Regions from separate parts of the Mus musculus genome. Here all the other regions are linked to region 1. A link is a contact called in public promoter capture Hi-C data. All regions are on one chromosome and are shown on one strand. The core of a region is the stretch at or near the end of the contact, and the rest is flanking DNA. Distances in the headings are between cores, read along the strand shown. Region 1 holds the start of Epas1 (endothelial PAS domain protein 1). Region 2 overlaps Prkce (protein kinase C, epsilon). Region 3 holds the start of 2010106C02Rik (RIKEN cDNA 2010106C02 gene).

Evidence for each region. Promoter capture Hi-C pulls out the DNA fragments that hold promoters and counts their contacts.
Region 2: a contact with region 1 is called in a promoter capture Hi-C map of liver. The contact joins the enhancer-like site here to the promoter of Epas1 in region 1. A contact is called at or near these places in 4 of 39 promoter capture datasets (the C10 cell line, liver and neural stem cells), 1 of 15 datasets of contacts at CTCF or cohesin (large pre-B cells), 7 of 484 Hi-C or Micro-C datasets (centrocytes, extraembryonic endoderm stem cells, liver and 1 more), 4 of 115 datasets of contacts at active chromatin or transcription factors (embryonic stem cells, extraembryonic endoderm stem cells, hepatocytes and 1 more) and 2 of 9 other capture datasets (adipose tissue and liver).
Region 3: a promoter capture Hi-C map of liver shows a contact between it and region 1, with 4 times the contacts expected there. The contact joins the promoter of 2010106C02Rik here to the promoter of Epas1 in region 1. A contact is called at or near these places in 2 of 39 promoter capture datasets (both in liver) and 1 of 9 other capture datasets (liver).

What each region holds. Positions count from the first base shown.
Region 1 is chr17:86,750,770-86,755,646 of GRCm38.p6, forward strand. Epas1 (endothelial PAS domain protein 1) reads left to right here and starts at 3,095. Exons shown (of 16, transcript NM_010137.3): 1 at 3,095-3,539. The coding sequence starts at 3,514.
Region 2 is chr17:86,467,092-86,472,091 of GRCm38.p6, forward strand. The region is part of intron 2 of Prkce (protein kinase C, epsilon); the gene reads left to right. Among named protein-coding and RNA genes, the nearest start is that of Gm30284, 25 kb to the left of the region's middle. Within about 2 kb of position 3,285, at least 21 of the 459 cell types and tissues checked have an H3K27ac peak or open chromatin away from gene starts, as enhancers often do. A contact at or near this core is called in hepatocytes and liver, where this site is marked.
Region 3 is chr17:86,285,166-86,289,546 of GRCm38.p6, forward strand. 2010106C02Rik (RIKEN cDNA 2010106C02 gene) reads right to left here and starts at 2,013. Exons shown (of 3, transcript NR_045435.1): 1 at 1,736-2,013; 2 at 1,034-1,130; 3 at 2-283. All of the region lies in intron 1 of Prkce (protein kinase C, epsilon), which reads left to right.

The sequences.
Region 1 (4,877 bases), core at 1,845-4,344:
ATACACTACAAAGATGGGAGGGGCACTAAAGTCTCGGGCTCACCTCCCCCTCCTCCTCCCCTTTTTTGAGACTAGGTATCACTGTGTAGCTCTGGCTGTTCTGAACCCCCCTCTGTAGACCAGGCTGGCCTAGAACTCACAGAGATCTGCCTGTCTCTGCCTCTCAGGTTCTGGGATTAAAGGTGTGGGCCAGCAGTGCCTGGCCAGTCTCATCTCTTAGTAAAATAGCTAGGCAAACATTCCTTTGATGTCACAGTCTTTGCAGTACCTCAGAGGGCTGAGACACGCGGGTGAGGAGACTTTCTAGGAGATGTGTGATCTGTGTACCCCCTTCCCCCGCTTTAAGCAGCATGAGAGTTTGACTTTAAGATGCCTTCTGCTGCTATGTGAGCCTAACACAGATGCTTCCAGAGACACTCATGTAAAGCTAAGGTCTTAGCCCCTCCCAAACCGTACCATCTTTATTCGGAGCTGCCCCCCTTTAGTTTTCCATGGAGGCCAAGACCTCAAAGAAGTCTATGTCTGGCTTACATGCTCAGCTCCTTACAAAGACTGCTGACACCATGTCTTCTCTGGAAGACATCTTAAGAGGTCTTTAGGCCACCTGGCTCTGCTCTATGCAAGTCTGTGTCTAGTCCTGGGAATCTTCGAGGCGCACTTAATTTGTAGGTTAGGAAGAGGGGATGCAACTAACATAGGGAAAGTTGAAGTATTCTTGAGTGACCTCTTACACCTCTCCCCTCCATCTCCCCCAAAGTGGGTTTCCCTGTATAACCCTGGCTGACTAGGAACTTTTTTTTTTTTTTTTTTTTTTTTTTTGTAACCCAGGCTGGCCCGTGTTGGGGGATGGTCTTGCGCTGTGTATTCTGATGCTGATTTCCACGCCAGGACAACTGGTTGCAGTCGGGACTTGGCGTGGTCAAGCATCTCCGGTCTTGATGTTATGCAAAAATTGTTTTCCCTCAGGACTGGAACTCTGCGGTCTGCCTGCCTCTGCCTCTTGAATGCTGGGATTAAGGGTGTGAGCCAGTATGTCCGACCAGAACCCCTACTTTAGAAGTAACTGTGAATTAGGGATTGAATCCAGGGCCCTTATCTTTCCTCTTAAAAATCAAAAACTTCTCAAACGAATTTCATAACCTCAAGGCTATTGAAATGTTCCCTGCGGGTTACAGGTATCGCCCAGTCACCTGTCAAGTACAGCTCAAATCCAGCAGAAGCTCTGGTGAAAAACAATGTCTGGGGCCTTGAAGCTGTCGAAGTGCTTAAGGTTTTTTATTGTCTGGTCTTTCCCTCCCTCCCTCCCTCCCTCCCTCCCTCCCTCCCTCCCTCCATTCCAATCTCAAGAGAATATATAAAATAAAGCAAACAAAATATGTTTATATTTTATTACTACTGTGTCTACCAATTTGAATTTCTTATTATTAAGACCCAGGGTGTCTGGATGTAGAAATGTCATAGGAAATCATCCACCAGCCTCCAAGAGTGAAAAGGGTCTGGTCTTTGAAATCACCCTCAGGTGTGTCAACTGATTTCCAAGTGCTCAAGCACTCATTCTTTCAGATACCTCCCCAAGACTTTCAAAAAGTATCCACCTTCTTCATGCTTAAACAAACTTAAAAATCGCCCCCACCCCAAGACACAGTCACACACACAGTCTCTGGTTATAATTTTACTAGGAAACTTGTGTTTAAGAATAGTTCGGGAAGCACAAACTTTAGATACCAGGGCAGCCCAATTTGAGGGACCGTGCTTTCTCCGCAATTCACAACTATGGAGCCCGTTGGCTCTTTCCCTAGCCTTCAAAAATCCATGGCTGCCCTTCTTCCTTCTGGAGATTTTCCTGCAGAAGTAGGAAATGGGAAAGTGTCTAAGATCAAAGCAGGAGTGGGCATCTCACAGGTGGAAAGGCCAAAGAACCCTCTGACTGCCTAGGGAAGAGGAGACTTCATAACACCACGTCCTGCAGTTGGCTGTATCCTTCGAACCCCGGAAGAGCACATCCAGTGATTTGGGAACACGCTATCAACACATCCCAACATCACACTCAGGAACTCTCTGGGGAGCCCACGGTGATACTGGGGTATTGAGAGCGGGCAGAGGCCTGAGGGAGCTCCAAGGCTCTCCTCTCAGGCATACACTTAAACCTAACAGTCTACCACGAGCACCTCAAAACCCACAAACCGGTTGAGGAAGACACAGGCAGGAGCAACCCTAGATCATTTTTGTCCCAGTTTCTCCCACAACTTTCTGCCACTCGGGACTCAGAAGTCAAGGTCAGTTTGGCCAAAGAGAGCGCACCTCCAAGGCAGACAAGAACAAGAGCCGACAGGGTCCTGGGGATCATTACCGCCGGCCGAAGGGAGCCAAGTGGATGGTTTAGGGGACTATAGCAGCACCCGGAAGCGGGGGGGGGGGGGGTTGGCTGGGCGCTCGCTGCACGCCCTAGCTGCGCTCGCGATCTCCGACCCAGCGCTCCTGCCCTAGCCTAGCTCTTAGGGGAAAAGTGAGGCTGAAAGGACACTGGCGCAAAGGCATACTCCGAACTTGGGTAGCAGATCCCCGCCATTACTCAGTCCTGCGCTAACTGCGCTTCCATTTGGAGTCCCATATAGTTACTCGCCACCAGCGACCTCAAAAACAAGTCGCAGTTCTGCGGAAGGAGGAGGAAGGGCAGGCGGGCGCCCGAGGAGCGCAGCTCCAGAGAAAGGGGAGGGACGGGGTCAGGGCAGAGGCTGTGGCCGCGCCTCCCTATTGGCCGGGACACGGTGGGAAGTCGGGGCAGGCAGCCAGCGTGCGGGGCGGGGCTTCTCTGGAGCCCCGCCCCCGGCCCGCCCCCAGCCCGATGTCCCACTCCCGCGCCCCTCGCGCCCTCCCGCGGGCGGGCCGTCCGAGTTTTTAAAGTGGGCTGACAGCCGAGGAGGCCGGACATTCGAGAGCGGCCGGTGTACAGCTCCGGAGTCCGCAGCGCTCCGCTCCAGCTCTCCTGAGGCGGCCGTACAATCCTCGGCAGTGTCCTGAGACTGTATGGTCATCTCAGCGGCCGCACTCGCTTGCCCCCGGATTTTTTTCCAACTTGCTCTCTTCGAGCCATTTTTTTTTCTTTTTTTCTTTTTCTTTTTTTCTTTTTCTTTTTTGGTTGGTTGGTTTTGATTTGTCAGATCCCAGAAAAGTGACTCCTGTTCGGGGCTAAACGGAACTCCAGGTCCCTTGTCGCTGCTCTCTCTCTCTTTTGGCGTCTTACAACCTCCTCCCACTCCTTTCCCCGGCCCCGCCTCCTCCTGCAGGTTCCTCCCCGTCACCCCCCTCCTCCCTCCTCCTCCTCCGCACCTAGCCAGCCCTCTGCAAACTTCCACCTGATTGAGCGGGACTCTCGGACCTGCGAGCACTAAAGACCTTTCACACCTGCCCGGGCGACAGAGAGCTGCGGAGGGCCACAGCAAAGAGAGCGGCTGCAGCCCCTACGGGGTTAAGGAACCCAGGTGCTCCGGGTCTCGGAGGGCCACGGCGACAATGACAGCTGACAAGGAGAAAAAAAGGTAAGCGGGAGTCAAAGCTGGCGACCGACTTGGTCCCAGGCATTGGCGGAACTGCGCGTGGCGGGCGCGACCCGGGGCAGTCGGGAGAGGGGTGCGAGAGTTCTCGGAGGCTGGAGGACCGCTGTTGAGGGGCTTTGAGTAAGCGAGTCGGTGATGCCTTTAGGGACAAGGAGCTGCGGTGTCGCAGTAGAGTTGCAAAGCGGATAGTTCCGAGACCTTGAGACACGGAGAGATGGCCCTGGAGGTCAGGGGTGCTTCCGCGGCGCCTTCCAAAGTCTGTCGTCCCTGGAGCACCAAGCTTCCCTAGCGAGTGTTTTGAAATGTTTCTGGGCTGATGCCCTCGACTCTTAGGGTTTCCATGCTGGAGCAGTAGACACGCCTTTCTTTTCCTAAGACCCTCTAGGTCTTTCCGAGAGCGTTCCTATGCGGGCTTTGCGCCCCAAACTAGCATGGAACAGAGGGCAAAGCGCAACTCTGGGGTGCGCCCTGACCGAGAAGCCGGAACACTGTCAAGGGTCCTGCTCCAGACGGCACCCAAGTTTGTTCAACCCCCTTAACCTTACCCTACACCTAGACTCCGGCAGAGAGTGGGGAGTGAGTGACCTGGATTGCCCTGCGGGGGCAGGTGCTCTAGTGTGCAGAGAGAAGACCGTGACACCCGGCGGCTCCGAGTGTCTGATTCTTAAGACGAAGGGCAGCCACGAAGGTTTGTCCTCGCGAACCTTTCGGCACTGGGTGAGAGGCAACTCGGGGCAACTCGCGCTGCCCTCGAGCCTCCTTCAATCCGCCCCGCATCTGGTGACTTGACACCCAGCTCTAGGAGCTGAGGTGGGAACACACTGTGACCCCGCCGCAGACCTGGGTACATTCTCGTCGCCTGCAAAAGTTTATAGCTGGCCGCCTGGCACTTTGCTCCTGTTTCGATCGGTGCGTGCCGTGGGTTAGAGCTTCCAGCACTGCGCTCCGTGGCGACTTAGCTGGGGTGTCCGGAATGGTACGCGTGACCGCAGAATGGCGCGAGCTGCCAGAGATCCGTGGCCAGACTGGAAAAGACTGGCGGTGAGGACCCAGCCCCGAGCAAACGGGCTTTTTGTTTGGGCTTCCACTTAGGGACATGAGCCAGGAACTGTGTATCCTCTGGTCGAAAGCTGCAGCTCCCACCTCAGGGCACCGATAAGGAGTTGATAAACTCCAGCGAATCGCACCCGTCCTGGCCCGGCGCCCGCGCCCTGCGCTGGCGGATCTCTAGAGGGGGAAGGTATTGAGTCCGGTTCTAGATTCCCCATTATCGCCCACCAAACAACTCTGAGGTTCTGTGTACTTTGAGGGTAGAGAAGG
Region 2 (5,000 bases), core at 2,035-4,534, 280 kb before region 1:
CTTCCTTTGTTGTTCTACCGTCGTCTTCCCTCTTTTAAATGGAGCACCGACTCACATACAGTGAAATTCACCCTTTCTGGCAAGTTAGTTCTGTGTTTTGACAAATGTGTAGCCATGGAAGCTACCACAGACCATGGGACACTTTAAGCATTCCTTTTCATGGTCAAGCCCCCTGCCCACCATCAGTGCCTGGTGGACCTTGCAGTGCCTGTCACTTCCCCTCCTCCGGAATCTCAATTCCATGGCACTGGAAGTCTGTGTGCGACCTTTGACTCCGCCACTTCAGCATCTGGGGGGCGTCCACGTTTTTTTGTTTCTGCTCCTCCTTATCAGTTCTTTCTGCTGTGCTGGGTGGATTCCAATTCTCCAGTGGACACCGGTCCTTCGCTGAGAGCTTGTCGGTGTTTCAGTTCTTGGTGATTATACATAAAGCTGCTATAAATAGCTGCACACAGAGTTTGGGGTGACGTAGCCTTTCTCATATTATTTGAATAAATATGCAGAAGTCAGATGGCTTAGTCTACCTTATGAAAAACTTTCCAGAGTGAAAAGAGGCATTTTTATTCCCCAGGGCAGCAAAGAAGAGGCTGAGAATCATCCCCTAAGACCTTCTGGTCAGTGACATGTCAAGTTTCACTAGCTCTCATGCAGAAATTACCCAGAGTCCTCCTCAGCCACAGACCAGGGGAAAGGATTTTGAGTTTTTAAAGGCACCAAGTGCCTTGGTGCAAGAGGAACAGGGTCACCCTGCCCTCCTGCGAGACCATACAGGGACAACATGGAGGAGGGGAGAGGCACTACCTTGTTTTCTCAAGCAGGAGATTTGAAAGAACAAAAGAGGAGCTCACGAGGCTCTCACCCCTCAGTCACAATGTTACAGGCACAGATCGGATCTGCGCTTCCCTAACCAGGGGCTGTCACCCCTCAGTCACAATGTTACAGGCACAGATTGGATCTGCGCTTCCCTAACCAGGGGCTAGCAGTGTGGAGCAGAAATGATAACTTCAGTGCTTGGAGCCTCAGGACTGAGAGGGCTGGAGAAGGGCAGACTGTGCTGACAGCATCCCTGGCATCTGCTAGGCTGCCAGGCTGCCACGGTGCTTGTGTGGGTAGCCCTGAGCTGGGTTTTCTGTGGGAAGCAGGGTTGGAAGGTCCTCTGCTCAGTGAGACAGCAATTACCAGAACTTTTCTCTACTCCTTGCTTCTCTTCCTCCAAGCCCTTGTCTTACCTTAATTCTGCTGCTTCTATTGTTCTTCCTTTAATCTTCGGACTTCTAAGATTGCTCTTCCTTGGTAGGTCTGACAATAGATCCCACCCTGTCCACCTTCTGGGGACCCTGCCCTGCCTCCACAACAATTTTGAAGAGGCCATACTGTTTTTATTTTATTTTTTTAATTGGGGGTGGGATGGGAGTGGGGAAGACCCTCACTGTTTCTCAGGCCAGCCCTGAGCTCACACTGATTCCCCTGTCTCAGGTCATGTGCCAGTTTTTCATTACACCCAACGATGACTTTTTAATTTTAAAATTAGTTAGACTTCAAAAATTGCCTTAGCAAAGAAGTATCCCAAGGAAAACCAAAGAGTTAATTCATTGTGGTATGGGGAGTCGGGGCAGGCACTTAATTTTAAAAGGCTCTGTGAATCCACAGAGAGGCAGAAAGGGGCTAACCTGGATGAGAGAGGGATTAAGCCTTGTCTGCATTCTGCCTGTTGCAGTGGGAACCTTGGAATAGCTGGTGTTGACAGCGTGGGATGGGAAACTTGCAACAGGGTGGTAACCTTGTAACCTTTTGGGTTGTGATACCTGCTGCTTTGAAAGGCTTGGGAGTTATTTGCGGAGAGACCAGATGTCTAGGCCTCTCTTCCCACAACTGCCAACTCGGGTACTGCATTCCTCAAGTGAGCCTTATCATTTTAAGAATGGAAGCAGAGGGCCGGCGCTGACCCTGTGTGTATAGCATCCCCAGTGCTCAGGTATGCCACCTTAGATGAGCTTCTGTGACTCACCGTGGCACACTGGGGGGGTTGGATCCCTTCCCTTGGCAGGTGTCCAACTTGATCAATTTCCCAGGCTAGGAGCCTGGGGATGTTTTATTCTTTGCCTCCCTCCTGGGGATAATGACTTTTCCTGGATACCAGGAATTCCACAGCCTGTAACTGAACAGGTAGAGGGAGGAGTGCAGAGGGAAGGCAAGCCAATGCCCTGCCTAAATGTACTACCTTCTGTGACTTAGCACTATTCAGTGCGCTTGGGCCTAGTCACCTTAATTAGCCAGGTGGAGCTGGGGCCCATCTGCCTCATTTCCCTTCTATCTGACAATCACTTGCTGTGCCTCAGTTTACACCAGTGCTATAACCTCTGCTCCATCAGCAGCCAGTGTCTTTGTGCACTGGAGAGCATACACCACTACAGTTTTGGCCCGTGACTGGATGGCACATGAACTCCACTGTGAACACAGCGGAGCTCATTTAGAAAGGAAGATGAAAAGGGCTTCTATTAAACTCGAGATGCTAATCTCGAAATGCCACCAGCATTCTTCCGGTTCAATTACACACTTAATGAAACACGCAGACCCTCCCGAGCCTCCTTGCAGACCTTCTGATGGATGCTATGACTCTGGGAAGATAACGCACTGAATGATTCCTCCTGAGAAATCAGTCGCTGCTTCCTCTTTCCTGTTTTGAACATGAAGGGTTTTTTAAAAGTGTATTGTGTGAGTACAATATGCAGGGTATATCTTTGGTGCCACATGAATATTTACTTAATATTTAAAACTCCCTGTCATGAGAACAGTGGCACCCACTTTCCTCATTGTAAAATAAGAGCTGCCACTCTTTTCAAATCCTTCAGGATTTCATTTTGTGTGGTTGCTTTTTTGCCTTCCTGTTGGTACTGCCAGTCAAGTCAGTCTGCCCAGACCAGGGAACTATGGAAAGGCAAGCTTAAATGGACTCCCAGAGGTTGAGCATTCCCCAGGCCCAGGTTGACTAACACTGGACCATGTAACTTAGTGCTGTTTTATTTAGCTCAAAGTTTAAGAGGGAAACATGCTATCACCGTGGGAAGACGGTGCTCGGCTGCATGGGCTGGCTACATTGTATCCACACTGGCTACATAGTATCCACATTGGTTACAGTGTATCCACACTGGCTACATTGTATCCACACTGGTTACATTGTATCCACACTGGTTACGTTGTATCCACAGTCAAGAGTCAGCATTGAATGTCTGTGGTCAGATTACCTGTTCTTTTTTATTGATCTTGGATCCTAGCCTCTGGGGTGGTGTCATCTATGCTCACTGTGAGTCGTGCTACCTCAGACTCACTGGACATCTAGAGATAGATGTGTCCCTAGGTGACTCCAGGGCCAGTCGGATTAATAAGACTAAGAATCAGAGCCCTGTTCCTTCCAGACCAGTGTTGGAGCTGGCCATGGCTTCTCTCTCCCTTGACAGATTAAAAATCAAAACAATGCAACACAAAACACAAAAACAAAACCAAACAAGCCAACAAAAAACAGAAACTGAAAGAGATTAATGACTTGGGCAGAAATTTCAAGTTTGCAACAAAGGCAAAAGATATTGGCCTATCTCCTGACATCCACTTCAATTATATTGCAAAAAAGGGGGAGTCAGCAGAGGCAGCTGAGAAAGAAACCCCTACAACCTGCTTGGAGAACTGCCCCTGTATGCTTCGGGGCTGGTCCTGCAGCGAGCAGTGACAGCAGTGCCCAGCACTGGCCAGTGGTCCTGTTGGTTCTGTTCCAGGCAAGAGTAAACCCTTGAATTTGATAGTCCCTCCCACACAACTGCCTGAAAACACCCAGGAATCTACGGCCTGACACGAGCAAGAATTTCGTGCTTGGTTTTTGTAAAGTGAAAACTATCTCTAAAGGATTATTAATATCGAGCTCCTTTTGTGTGGAAAGAGAGAGGACAGTGAAGATGTTGAAGATGTGAATCCTTCAGTGTCCCGCCTGTCAGCAAAAGTATAGTGTTTAGTGGCAGGCCTCCCTCTTCGTGAGTTTCAAGTATTCATAAAGTCTATAAGGAAATGGATCCCTTCCCCCAGGGGAGGGGGGCTGACTAAGTTTAGATGCACAGACCAGTAGGCACACAGTACATAATTCTCTTTGTTCTTTGTATCAGCCCATTTGCAGCCTCTCAGAGACGCTTCTCCACGTTGAGGCTGCTTACTATTCACTTCACCGGTGCAAAAGGTACCAGGACTGTGAAGTTTATGAACTAATCGGGGAAATTTGTAAAAGGTGCCAGGGATTTGAAGTTTATGAACTAGTTAAAGGAGTTAGAAGGCATATCTAGAATGTTTGGGGTTACTGAAGATGTAGTCACCACTCAGCTTGTGCCTCTGTGGGTTCTCTCAGACCAGTCAGGTTCTCTGTCTCTACGAAAGTTTCACCAAGTACTCATACTAAGTGGTAGCCGCTCTCTAACTTTTGGAAACCCTGTCTGCTGTCTGGCAGAGAAAGTCATAAACGAGACGTCTGAGAACTGATTGGGACCTCCAGGCGAAGGGGCGATCATGCCCGCTGAGTGTGGCACAGTGCATCCCGAGACAGCGGGGAACAGCCTTCAGCCAGCTGGAGGTGTTAAGGGACACCTTGTGTGACTTGTCAGTTTCCTAGGCTAGGGGCCTGGGAATGTTTTTATTCTGTGTGTCTATCCTGAGCTTAAAGACTTTTCCTGGGTACCAGAAATTCCACTGCGACTCTGGAATGTAACTCAACAGATAGAGGGAGAAAGCCGACTTCCTGCTTGAGTTTGCCCTCTTGTGGTCAGGTGTAGTAGTGCACACCTGTGGTCTTCGCATTGTGGAATCAGAGGTTAGATTGTGCATGCAAGCCAGTCTGGACTACAGAAGCAGACTTCTAGGATGGCCATAGCAAGACTCTACCTATGGATCGGTGAGTGGACGGAGCAAAGGATGGATAAATTAATAATGTGAGATGTCTTCTCTCTCCTACTCTCCAGGGCTCC
Region 3 (4,381 bases), core at 763-3,262, 470 kb before region 1:
TCCTAGCAATTGCAGATTTTATTACCCCATCCTTATCTCTCTCAATTGCCTTCCTAGTAGGTTGACCTTATTCTCAGCTTTGTCCTTGATCCTGGCTCTTCCCCAGCAAGTTTGCAGCCACTACCTGATGACTGTGCTTGGAACAGTTAAGTGGCAGCAGACAGCTTATTGGTGGGTGAGTTGAGTATTTGCCGTGTGCTCACATCACATAGGGCCAATCTGTGGCCTCTGAAGAACAGGCTTTGTGTAGAGGAGGCCATCGTGGGTCTGCGGGGGCAGCAGTCTAGGGAATAAGAATGGAAGTCTAAGAAAACAAGTGTCACAACATCTCCAGCCCTCCACTCCTGACTCCCCTAGTTCCCTGCTGTCCGTGTTCAGGTGTGCTCTGGCTGTGTAGGACGAAGGAGGCCGCAGAACCCCCAGCCTCTCAGGTAGACTTTTGAAGGCCACGATCCTGAGACGATCTGCCTCAATCCCTAAGACCTGCAGCTCTCACACTAAGCTCTTTGGCAGCTGGGGCCAGCTGGAGTCTGTGCCACTGTCCCCAGGAGAACGGTCCAGGCTGCTAAGGATGAAGCTTCTTGGGAGTGGGAGTTGAGATCCCGTCCTTGTTTGCTCCTCTTGGTCAGGCAAGTGATTTGGGGTGAAGATAGCGACCGAGGCAGCAAGATTCGCTGCTCCTTGTGCTTGAGGAGCTTAGAGTTCATCACTGAGGGAAGCCAAGGTGAGAACTGAGGCAGCCACTGAAGCAGAGGCTGTGGAGGAATACTGGATATTGGCTTACAACCCCTTTCTTATACAGGTCAGGCCTACCTGCCTAGGGATGACGCTAACCATCCCCCTATGATGCCATAGGAATGAGGCTGGGCCCTCCTGCATTAATCATCAAGAAGATGTCTCACAGATATCCTTATAGGCTAATCTGATGGAGGCAATTCCTCTATTGAGATTCCCTCTTCCTAGCTATGTCTAGGTTTATGTCAAATTGGCAAAAACCAACTATTGCATCCCCAATCTCTCTCTCTCTTTTCACCTGTGAGATCAGATCACTTAGAAGATGAATCCACTGCTTGGGGCTTCTTGATACAGTCATCCTGGAGAAGAGGGCTTTGGCCTTGGGCACGGTGATGCTTCAGAAAGACAGGGAGAAGAAGATTTAGATGCTCCTTCTCCTGCGCCCCACTGCAGCCTGCCTCGGGTGGCTCTGCAGATTGAGCACTCTTTTTACCTTTTTAAACCGTGCTCAAATGTCACAGCTGTCTGTCATCACCCATCTCCCTCTTCTGATGCTGTTCATCTAGGGGCTGTCTACACTGCCTTAGAGAAAGGAGCCCTCTTAGAAAGACTTGAGGCTAGAAGAAGAAGAATCTTGTCGCCTGGACAGTCCAGGGGACAGGGTCCTTGGTTGGGTTGTATGGCAGGGAATGCCCTTGCCTTGGTTGGAGTTTTAAATGGCTTCTGTGCTTCATAGACTCATGAGGATGAATTGGACTTGGTCTGGTCATGAGGGTGGCCTTAGGATGCCTTTGAGCGTCTAGCCTTCGACTTTGGAGGCGTTTCTTAAGCACGTCAAGTTATGAACACAAGACAGTGCAGAATCCCATGGGACAAGGGGAAGGGACTACGTAGGCAAGCTTGGCATGGTCTCAGTGATTGCATTCCTGGCTCTTCTGTTTTCCAATCTCCTCCTCTCTTTCCTATCTCATGGCAAATCACCCTTCTCCCTTCCACTCACCTGACTGTCTCTGATCTGGGGTGAGCAGAATGTCAGAAGGCAGGCATGACCCTGTGTGTGACCTTACAGAACAGGCAGTACGAAAGGTGGCAGCCAGCCAGGGCTGTTTTCGAGTCACAGGCCCAGGGAGACGGTCAGGCCTTGGCTTCTGGAACCATCTGAACTCCATCTCTGCTTCCCGATCAATGAATCCAGCCAGGAGTCCTGGTCACCCTGACTCTGCCTCCCTCCCAGAGGGGTCCACCCATGTTGCATGGGGCCAGCACACCCTTTCCCATGGGCTTCAGGGCCCTAGCTCAGCTCCGCCCATTCCTGAGGCTGTCTCCAAGTCCAGGGGAAGCACGGTGACACAGCCCCAGCAGGGTGTGGTAAAGGAAGTTGTTTTTCCTAATGGTAAACAGGATAGTAAAGCAGCAATAGGAATGGGGACACTTCACGCTTTTCCACAAGTGGGACCCTCTGAAGTCTGGATGGTCTGGTGGCACTGAGTCCCAGGAGCTCAGCACTGAAGGAAAAAGGAAGGGGTTTTGAGATCCCCTTATGGGGCAGTCACGTTACTCACTCTTACTTCATATGGTGGTCCTTTGATTCTCATAGTCTGGGTCGTAGCCCCTAGGTACTCATGAGGAACAAAGGCTTATGGACTTTAATTAAGTCGTTCATGGTCATGGGGTATATATATCTTGCTAATGAGGTTACCCTGTGGGTGTGTGTATGTCTGCACATCTGCCTCTGTCTCTTTGTTTCTCCTTGTCTCTGTGTCTGTCTGTCTCTGTCTCTGTCTATGTCTCTGTCTGTCTATGTCTCTGTCTTTCTATGTCTCTGTTTGTCTGTCTCTCTCTTTTCTCTCTCTCTCTCTCTCTCTCTCTCTCTCTCTCTCTCTCTCTCTCTCTCTCTCTGTGTGTGTGTGTGTGTGTATGTGTCCCTGAATGGAACAGATGTGTAGACATAAATTCCATGCAGATGTTCATATCAATGCTAACAGTATTTGAAGCTAATGAAATTCCCCTACCAGCGAGAATTTATTCACGCTTCCCTGAGTGTGTGGGAGCATGCTATGCTTGTTTCTTTGTTTAGTTTTGTTTTTGAGACAGGGCCTCATTGTAGCACAGGCTGACTTGATGAGAGTATGGAGCTAGAGCTGGCCCAAACCGCAGGTCTTCCCGCCTCCCTTCCTAAGTGCTGGGGTTACAGATGTGTGCCTGTGCTTGCCTTCTGCAACATTTGAAAGTGAAGTGACTTCCTCAGACATTTCTGTGTGATTGTCATCACCACATCTCCTCGGAGGATGGAAAGGGGGGACTGAAGTGCTTCCAGATTGGGACGCAGAGCACCAAAGATGTGCACTCAGATTCTGAGCTCTCCTTCCCAGGCCACAGTCCAGTCTGTCACCTTCAGTGACAATGCAGTGGCCTCCTGACTGGTCTCTGCGTCTCCTTATGATCTCCTGCTGCCCCAGCAGGCATCATCTCAGGTGAGTCATTTATCTGCTTGGGATCCCGTGGTGTGTGTGCCTTCATTGAGGGAAACAAACAAAACCTTTACAATAGTAGGGCGGGGCCAAACTACTGTGCCCATCCCCCAACCTTACAGTCATATTTTGTAGTTTTGTTTTCCAAAACAAAATTATTCTAGTGGATTCTTGTTCAAGGTAGTCTCCTGCTTTCATGGTAGCTCTTTCCTCATTCAGGACCACTCCTAATCTGACCACTTCCTTCAAGGCTTTGAGCCAAAGACCCCACTGCTAGTGCCCACCTGCTCATTTTAGAGAGCATTGTTCAGATCCATGAGGGCAGAGGCAAAGAAGAGGCAATGGAGTGTGAATTCATTCTTTTAACATGAGGAATTAATGTTCTAAATCATGGAGATTAGCTATACCATAGGAAAAATCATCCCGGCCCACGGTGAGGCTGTAAGGTCACACTGTCTAGTGATGTCACTGCTGTCACTTTGTGCGAGCACATTACACAGTGTTTATAATGATGATAGAGTTGCCACGCTGTGCAGCTCTCTGATCATAGTCTATTGTTAAATGTTGACACATGATCTCATTATGAATTGACCAATCAGGGACATGAGTATGGCCTAGGAGCCGTGTGCTAGACATGGTTCCATAGCTGGTGGTGTAAAAGTGAAAATCTCTGTATTCATGTGTGTCATCTTTAAGAATGAGGAGAAGTGAAGACAGCACAGCAAACAGAAGGTCAGTGTGTGTGGGGTGTGGGGCACACACATGACCACAGCAGGCTGCGACAGGGAAATGTCAGATGGGAATTCAGATGAGCCCGGGGTTGGGATAGCTTGCATTCTGGAAGTAGGCGACCATTTTGCCATGTACAGGAAGGTGAGCTCCCTCCAACATCCACTACCACCAATGGCTACTCTGAGGGCAATGGCTAAGATTGTGTGCACATTTATGTACTATAACCTACTGAGTCCATTTGCTGTCACTACGTGGTTAGGGCTGACCATCAGACATGCCTTTTAGAATGCTAGGTTCCAAAGAAACTTGGGCTCTGTAGATTTCCGTAGAGACAGAGTTGCCCTTCTGCCTTGCGTGTTCCTTCAGGAACATTTCATATTTCTGCCTGTCTCAGATGCTGAGGAACCCAGAGTTCCACTCCTCTGCAGCCTAGGGTTCCTCGT